Linked DNA regions of Pan troglodytes: region 1 is linked to region 2. Evidence: chromatin contacts called from public Hi-C data. All regions are on one chromosome and are shown on one strand. Each heading gives the region's core, a stretch centred on a gene start, on an enhancer-like site or on the middle of the called end of the contact. The rest is flanking DNA. Distances are from core to core; before and after follow the strand shown.

Evidence for each region. A called contact is a pair of places that touch in the nucleus more often than the background predicts.
Region 1: a contact with region 2 is called in a Hi-C map of stem cell-derived neural progenitor cells, with 5 times the contacts expected there. The contact joins the promoter of NCK1 here to the enhancer-like site in region 2. A contact is called at or near these places in 2 of 7 Hi-C or Micro-C datasets (blood and stem cell-derived neural progenitor cells) and 1 of 1 datasets of contacts at active chromatin or transcription factors (stem cell-derived excitatory neurons).

The regions. Positions count from the first base shown.
Region 1 is chr2:140,088,939-140,092,366 of NHGRI_mPanTro3-v2.0_pri, forward strand. NCK1 (NCK adaptor protein 1) reads left to right here and starts at 2,021. Exons shown (of 4, transcript NM_001246580.1): 1 at 2,021-2,141.
Region 2 is chr2:140,234,492-140,238,083 of NHGRI_mPanTro3-v2.0_pri, forward strand. No RefSeq gene overlaps it. Among named protein-coding and RNA genes, the nearest start is that of IL20RB, 50 kb to the left of the region's middle. Within about 2 kb of position 2,255, at least 9 of the 24 cell types and tissues checked have an H3K27ac peak or open chromatin away from gene starts, as enhancers often do. A contact at or near this core is called in stem cell-derived neural progenitor cells, where this site is marked.

The DNA of each region.
Region 1 (3,428 bases), core at 771-3,270, 150 kb before region 2:
GGGGGGATGCAATTCAGTCCATACCAGTCATGATAAAATATGCAAAGTTATTTAAACCCTTAGAATAAACTCAAAATTCACCGCCATTATTCACTTTGGATGCTAATAACAGAATGTAGACATAGAGTAGCTGTTGCCCAGTTTCATGGTCTACTTGTCCCAGCCAACCTGAGGATAGTACAGCATAAATAGGTAAATTTGTGCTTGACCTTGTGATCCTACATATGGCAGGCTGTCTTAGTCCCTTTAGTGTTGCTAGAAAGGAATACCCAAAGCTGGATAATTTAGAAACAGAAAAGGTTTTTCGGCTTATGGTTCTGATGTCTGGAAAAGTTCAAGACTGAGCATCTGCATCTGATGGGAGCCTAAGACTGCTTCTACTCATGCCAGAAGGCAAAGGAGAGCTGGTGTGTGCAGAGATTACATGGCCAGAGAGGACGCAAAAGAAGAAAGGAAGTGCGACGTTCTTTTTAACCAGCTCTGGTGGAAATAAAGAGAACTCATTTACCCTCTCCCCAGGGAGGACATTAATCTATTCATGAAGGAACCACCTCCATGACCCAACACTGCCCATTAGTCCCCACCTCCAACATTGGGGATCAAATTTCAACAGGAGGTTTAGGGGAACAAACATCTAAATTACAGCACAGGCCAACCACATGCATGCATTACCAATCACGTAAATAATTTTGAAGTTAAATGCAGAAAACTGCAAACTTTTGAGGCTGATATCCAGGGCCAGGATTAAAATAAAAAGTATTAATGCCTTAAACAGTATTTACTGACCATCTACCCTACTGCAAGGCCCTAGGGAGAAACTGAACAGACATGGTTACTGATTCAACGGAGTTTACAATCTAGGTAGGCATACAGGCAAACCATTTCAATAGATCGGATGGAGAAAACACCTGTGCTCCAAGGAAGGTACCTAACTGAGCAAGCTTCCCTGAGGAGCGACCCTAAACTGTGCCACAAAGATGGTTAAGAAGAGATGAGGCGGCTGGGCGTGGTGGCTCACGCCTGTAATCCCAGCACTTTGGGAGGCCGAGGCTGGCGGATCACGAGGTCAAGAGATCGAGACCATCCTGGCCAACATGGTGAAACCCCGTCACTGCTAAAAATACAAAAAAATTAGCTGGGCGTGGTGGTACATGCCTGTAATCCCAGCTACTCGGGAGGCTGAGGCAGGAGAATCGCTTGAACCCGGAGGCGGAGGTTGCAGTGAGCCGAGATCGTGCCACTGCACTCCACCCTGGCGACAGAGCGAAACTCGTTTCAAAAAAAAAAAAAAAGAGGCAGGTTACGGCGCGGGGGCGGGGAAGGGGGCCTGCAGCACCGGCGAGGGGAAGAACCAACTTACTGATGCCTCAGCCAGTGGCTGGAGCCCTAAGAATGGGCAGACCTGGCTACGAAGGTCCTCTTCATAACACTACTGCCCCCAAGAATGTAAGCTGCCCAAGCACGAGGACACTTTTAGAGGGCCCTCAGACTCAGCTTCTTTTGGTCTGTGCCTCAAATTAAGCACATGTCTTACATTTCTCCCAGGTCCCAATTTTCAGGTCTGCTTTTCTTTGTTTTTCTTTGTCGCTCCCCGCTCCTAAGAACCTTCGGCTGGGATGACATTCTTCAGGTGCAGAAACCAGGGGGAAGCTCCCAGAGCAGTGGGGGCTGAACTCAGGACACAGTCATTTTTGCTGTTAAGTCTCTCCTGCGGCGCTGAGGAGGAAGGCTCAAAGTAACCAACCAGAGCAGCCGCAGAGGGAAAAGCGAAGACAGTTCTGGTCCGGCCCAGCGCTTCTCACCCTCTAGCTCTCTACTCTCCGCCGCGCAGCCTCCGCTCCCTCCACATCACGCAGGGGGCTTGATTGACATGTGGGCCCGCCCAATCCCAGTGCGGCAGAGACCGTTGTCGCGTCAGGGACCGGGGAAGGGGGCGACTGAACCTATCAGATTGGGTCCAGAGTGGGTTTCCTGCCCGCGCGGATCCGCCTGCCCACCGCGCGTGCCCCGCCTCTCTCCCAAGAGCTACGCGGCGGCGGCGGAGCGCAGGCCTCGTGCCGTTACGGCCATCACGGCGGCCGCAGTGGCGTCCTGGAGCCCTCCTCAGGTGAGCTGGAGCTGCCCGGCTCGGCAGCGGGAAGGTGAGACGGCCTTGTTGGCAGGCAGACACACACCCCCCCCCGTCAGTCCGCTGTCCGTCCATACAGCCTGTTACTCGCTGCGTCGCTTCCTCTTCTCGCTCTGAGTTAGCCCCGGGGGCGCCGTCTGCAGGCTCGGAGCTGAGCCGGAGGGGGCGCGGAGGCTGCTCGGAGGGTCCAGACTTCTGCACTGGGATTCCGCGAGACCCTCGGGCCGTTGCCCCAGGGAGCGTGACCCCGCGGCCTCCTTGTCAGCCCCTGGAGCGCTGTGTCGGGCTGAGAGCCCGGGCGGCCGCCCGTGCGAGCCTGGGAGGTCGAGTGTGCGGCGCGCTGGTTGACTTGTCTGTTTTCTCATGAAAAAGTCCTTTTGCCAGCTGTGGCGTAATCCGAGGCCGGGAAGGTAGGGACGTGGTAGGAGGAAGGGCGCTCTCACCTCCAGCCCGAGAGGAGGGGAGGCGTCAGCCTGCGCGGTGCTGCGGGTGGACATCTTCGGGACGCGCCCTCTCCCCTCCCCCCACCCACCGGCCGTTTTCTAGTCTGGGGCTGCGACTTTAATGGTCTGGACCTGCTTCAGATTCGTACGCGAGTTGCTGGGGCTGTGAACTTTTGACTTGAGTTGTAATATGTTTGGTAAAACAAAAAACCATTTCGATAGGTTTTGTAACCTTTCTTCTGTATTAACATACAAGTTAAATTCGCCGTTAGAAGCTCAGGAAGCTGGGTTTTGTTCAGGGCTGAGGACGTAACCGTAGAAACGCTCTCGGTGTCAAACTGATGGACCCGGAGTCACCTGAAAATAATTATGCACGTTAGATTAGGTAAGAAGCCCTAGAAATTAGGAAAGAATTACGTTAAAGAGAATTGCCTAACTCCTCTTTGGGTAGGGAGCAAAGCAGCTCAATGTCCCCCCAAAACGGGTGTTGCCAAAAGGTACTCATTTTTAAAATTTTACTTTGATAGACGTATGACAAACCAACTATAACGATTTCTTCAGCACCTGGAAACCAGTGTGCCTAGACTCTCAGCCTTCAGCGAGGTCACACAGTAAACGGAGAAATAACCTAAGAAGAAAGTTTTGTTTGGTAATTGTCAATAATATTCGTTCTTTTCTTTTTAAAACACTTTATTTTCTTGTGAGGGGTGGAGTCTGTGATATTCTTAAATAGGCATCCCATTCACAACTTGATAGTAATATGCACTGGTTGATAAATGGTACTTTCTTTTCATCTTGACCACAAACTCTGAGACTTCTTTGGGAAAATTGTGATCTGTGGAAATTGGCTGTAATAT
Region 2 (3,592 bases), core at 1,005-3,504:
CTGAATGTGCATTTATGGAGCCCCAGCCATGCACCAGACCTGCCAGCCCCCATTGGTGGAGGGGCTGCCTCCTCTACAGCTGGCTGTTCCCTCTCCCCTGGAGCACTTCTATCCCAAGTCCCCAGGCCTCCTCCCTGCCCCTCCAATGCATTTATCCCTACATCTGGACACTTACATGAGTGAAAAGGAATGTGATTAGTAATTACGGCAGGACCACAGCTGTAAATCGGGACTTCTCTGGGCAAACCAGGAGCCAGGTCACTCTCATCATAAGGCACAGCTTCCTGCCACATTCTTTTTCTAGAAGCTCCAACCCTCCAGATGCCCAGTCACTGAGTCCAGGGGCTCAGGCTCAGCACTACTGGCTTGCTTTGTTTTCACAGCTTCTCATTGAGTCCTGTGGGAATTGGGGGAAGTACTTGTGTGTGTGTGTTGTGGGGGGATAAGTATTTGGGAGCAGCCTAGAGTGGCTTCTGCTGTTTCACTGAAGACCGTCTCTTGCAGCCCAAACCAGTAGAGTCCCCTGAGCTCCCAGAATCAAGCCCAGCTTTCTTAGTCCTGCCTTTAGGGTGCAACTGCCAGGGTCCAGTGAATAAAATCCCTGCTCCATGAGGCTTACACTCCAATGGGGTAAGGGAGAAATAATAACACAATAACAAAGTATTATTATTCAGTGAATTATTTAGTATAATGGGAGTTTGTAAGTCACGGTAAAATGAAAAAGTAGAGCAGAAAACGGGGGCTGGGGGCAGGTTGCAGCCTCTTCAAAATGAAAGTGGATGGAAACAATGGACCCAGAACTACCTGTCAGATAAGTCCCTGCATAGCCACATGGTGTGAGATATTATGAGAGATTCTAGAACAAAGTAATTTGGCAACAAATCCGTAGGTGTATGTAGTCTAAAACAAAAACTTTATTGAGTATTTATACCTTTGTATTGATAGTGTATTTTTTGCAACTATTATCAGATAAAGCAAGTAAATAATATATATTTTGTATATTTTGATAAGAATCTAGATTTTAGGATTAGTGACAAGGAAGGCTAATTGTAGGATCCCAAATTTGACTAAGAACAGGGCACTGTTGGAACTGAATCAAACATATTAATATGAAGTCATGTCTTTATGAAACATGACATTAAAAATATTTTGACTTTTTTCCACTGAAATGGCCCAGGAGAAACGTCACCTCCACAATGCATCTTAATGCTAAGATTTTGGTTTCTAGTGTTAGTTTTCTCCCAAAGGAGCCAAAGTTTCTTGGAGCAGTAATGGATGCCGTGTCAGTTTGGAGTTGAAAGGTACAAGGTAATCTTAAAACACCTATACCTTTTTGAGACAGAAACCAAAGCATTAAATAAGGGTCATTCAAAATTACACAAGGAACAATCTATACAGGGCTCCTCCTGGCCAAAGTTGGGACAATATAAGCACCAGAAGGAGAATATTGGCTGGCACAATTGATACCATATATTTGAAAAGTCATCAGTCCATGACACCCAAGAAGAGTGAAGCTACCATAATGCATTCTCAGAGAAGATGAATCTAATAGAATGCATTTCTACTTGTTATTCAATCGTGTTGGGCTTATCGACTCGTTTATTGTGTCAATGAGGAATACCAGTAAATGTAAATCCATCAGTCAGAAGGCATTTTTTCTCCTCTAAAGGCTCCTCTCCGCCCCTTAACGTCCAGTCTTTCCCCACTTGGCTCTCCCTGTCCTGTCAAGGGGTTCGGTGGAAAAGTCTTTTAAGTTCCCTTCACAGAAGAATTGTAGACTCTGCCGGTCTAGTCTCTGGGCCAACCCTCCCCGTCTCTTTAGTAAAGATGTTTTTTATTATTTTCCTTGTGCCGTATATTATCCTTAGGCTAGAGTAATTTTCCGGGCCTGCAGACCTCTTGGTTTCCTTTCAATCTAGAGGACTTGATCCCATGGCCAGCTTCGGAGCTCACCAGGAGGCGAAGACCCATTACATCCACGGGCGTCTGGCGCCACCTTGTGGTCAGTGCTGAAAATGTTTTCTGTTCCCACTCGTAATGAAACTCCCTGGGCTTCCTGGATGAAGAAAGGAAAGCTCAGGTCGGTTTCCTAGAATAATAACTCAGTTACACAGTTTCCACGGGCTTGGTCCTTAACAAACCTCCACTGTCACTGGTGGAGTTAGAATTTAGCAGCCACCTTCTCCTCGCTCTGTGTCTGTATCTGTCCCGAGCTCATGGTTTGGGGCTTCACGCTGTACCCACGGCTCTCGCTCTTTTCTGGGACCTTGGCCTCTCGCACTCTCCTGTCTGTTGATCTTTCCACCATGCTGCCATTCCCTACCTCTCGGAAATAGACTTTTTTTGGATGTCTTTTTTGTTTTCCTTCTGTGTGACCTATTTGTAGGATCCCTTTACTAGACTGACTTTCCAGGAGTGTTCCTCAGCCCCCGCACAGATCAGTAGGGAGGAGCCTGCCTGCTGCTTGCTCATGCTAAACCAGCGTGCTGCCCAGCCTGTGAAGTTTGGAACTGGAACACTAGAGTTGGCCCCAAATTACAGCTTTCTCTTCTGGCTCCTGGGACTCCCAGTTTCTTCAGCAACAACAACAAAACCTGGAAAAACGTATCCTTGCCAGAGGTGGGAGAATGAGGGTCACAAAAGGAAAACACGGACCTTTCTTGTCTCCCCCGGTGAGAGGTTGCAAGATCAGGTTGTAAAACCCCATTAAGGAGGACCTTAGAGGAAGAACTGAGCAAGGAGCCTTCTCAGGTGCCTGCAAACATCTCCAAGAGCAAAAGTATAAATCCTCATATTGTGGAGGAGGTACATGTTCCTGGTTCCTTCACTGGACCTCATTGAGAAAATTAAACAAACAACAACAACAACAACTACGTTAAAAAACAACCCCCAAAAACAAAAAAACAAAAACAAAAATACCCTGGTGGCCGGGCGCGGTGGCTCACGCCTGTAATTCCAGCACTTTGGGAGGCCGAGGCGGGTGGATCACCTTAGATCAGGAGTTCGAGACCAGCCTGACTAACATGGTGAAACCCCGTCTCTACTAAAAATACAAAAATCAGCCGGATGTAGTGGCAGGCGCCTGTAATCCCAGCTACTCGGGAGACTGAGGCAGGAGAATCCCTTGAACCCGGGAGGCAGAGGTTGCAGTGAGCTGAGATCCCGCCATTGCACTCCAGCCTGGTCAACAGAGTGAGACTCCGTCTCAAACAAACAAACAAACAAAAAAACCATCCTGGCGTTTGGAGAAATGAGTGCCTGAACAAACCTCAGTAACTTCTAAATTTTGCCTCTGTACTTAAAACCGCTCCTCTAGGAAGTGGCCACATGCCTCCAAATTTCCTGGAGATGCCAGCCAGTCTTCTATGAAATTGCCTCAGTATAAGATTAGGCCTACAAAACATCATCTTGAGTTTCTGGCCCTAGGAGATCACTGCCCAGAAAGTAGGCCCCTCTGATGTCATCCCACCTGCATCAATCACGAGGACAAGCTTTCCCAGGTGAAATCATTTCATTGACATTAACTGCTCACTGTCTCACTTGAACTTTTTTTTTTTTTTTTTTTTTTGAGATGGAGTCTTGCTCTGTTAAC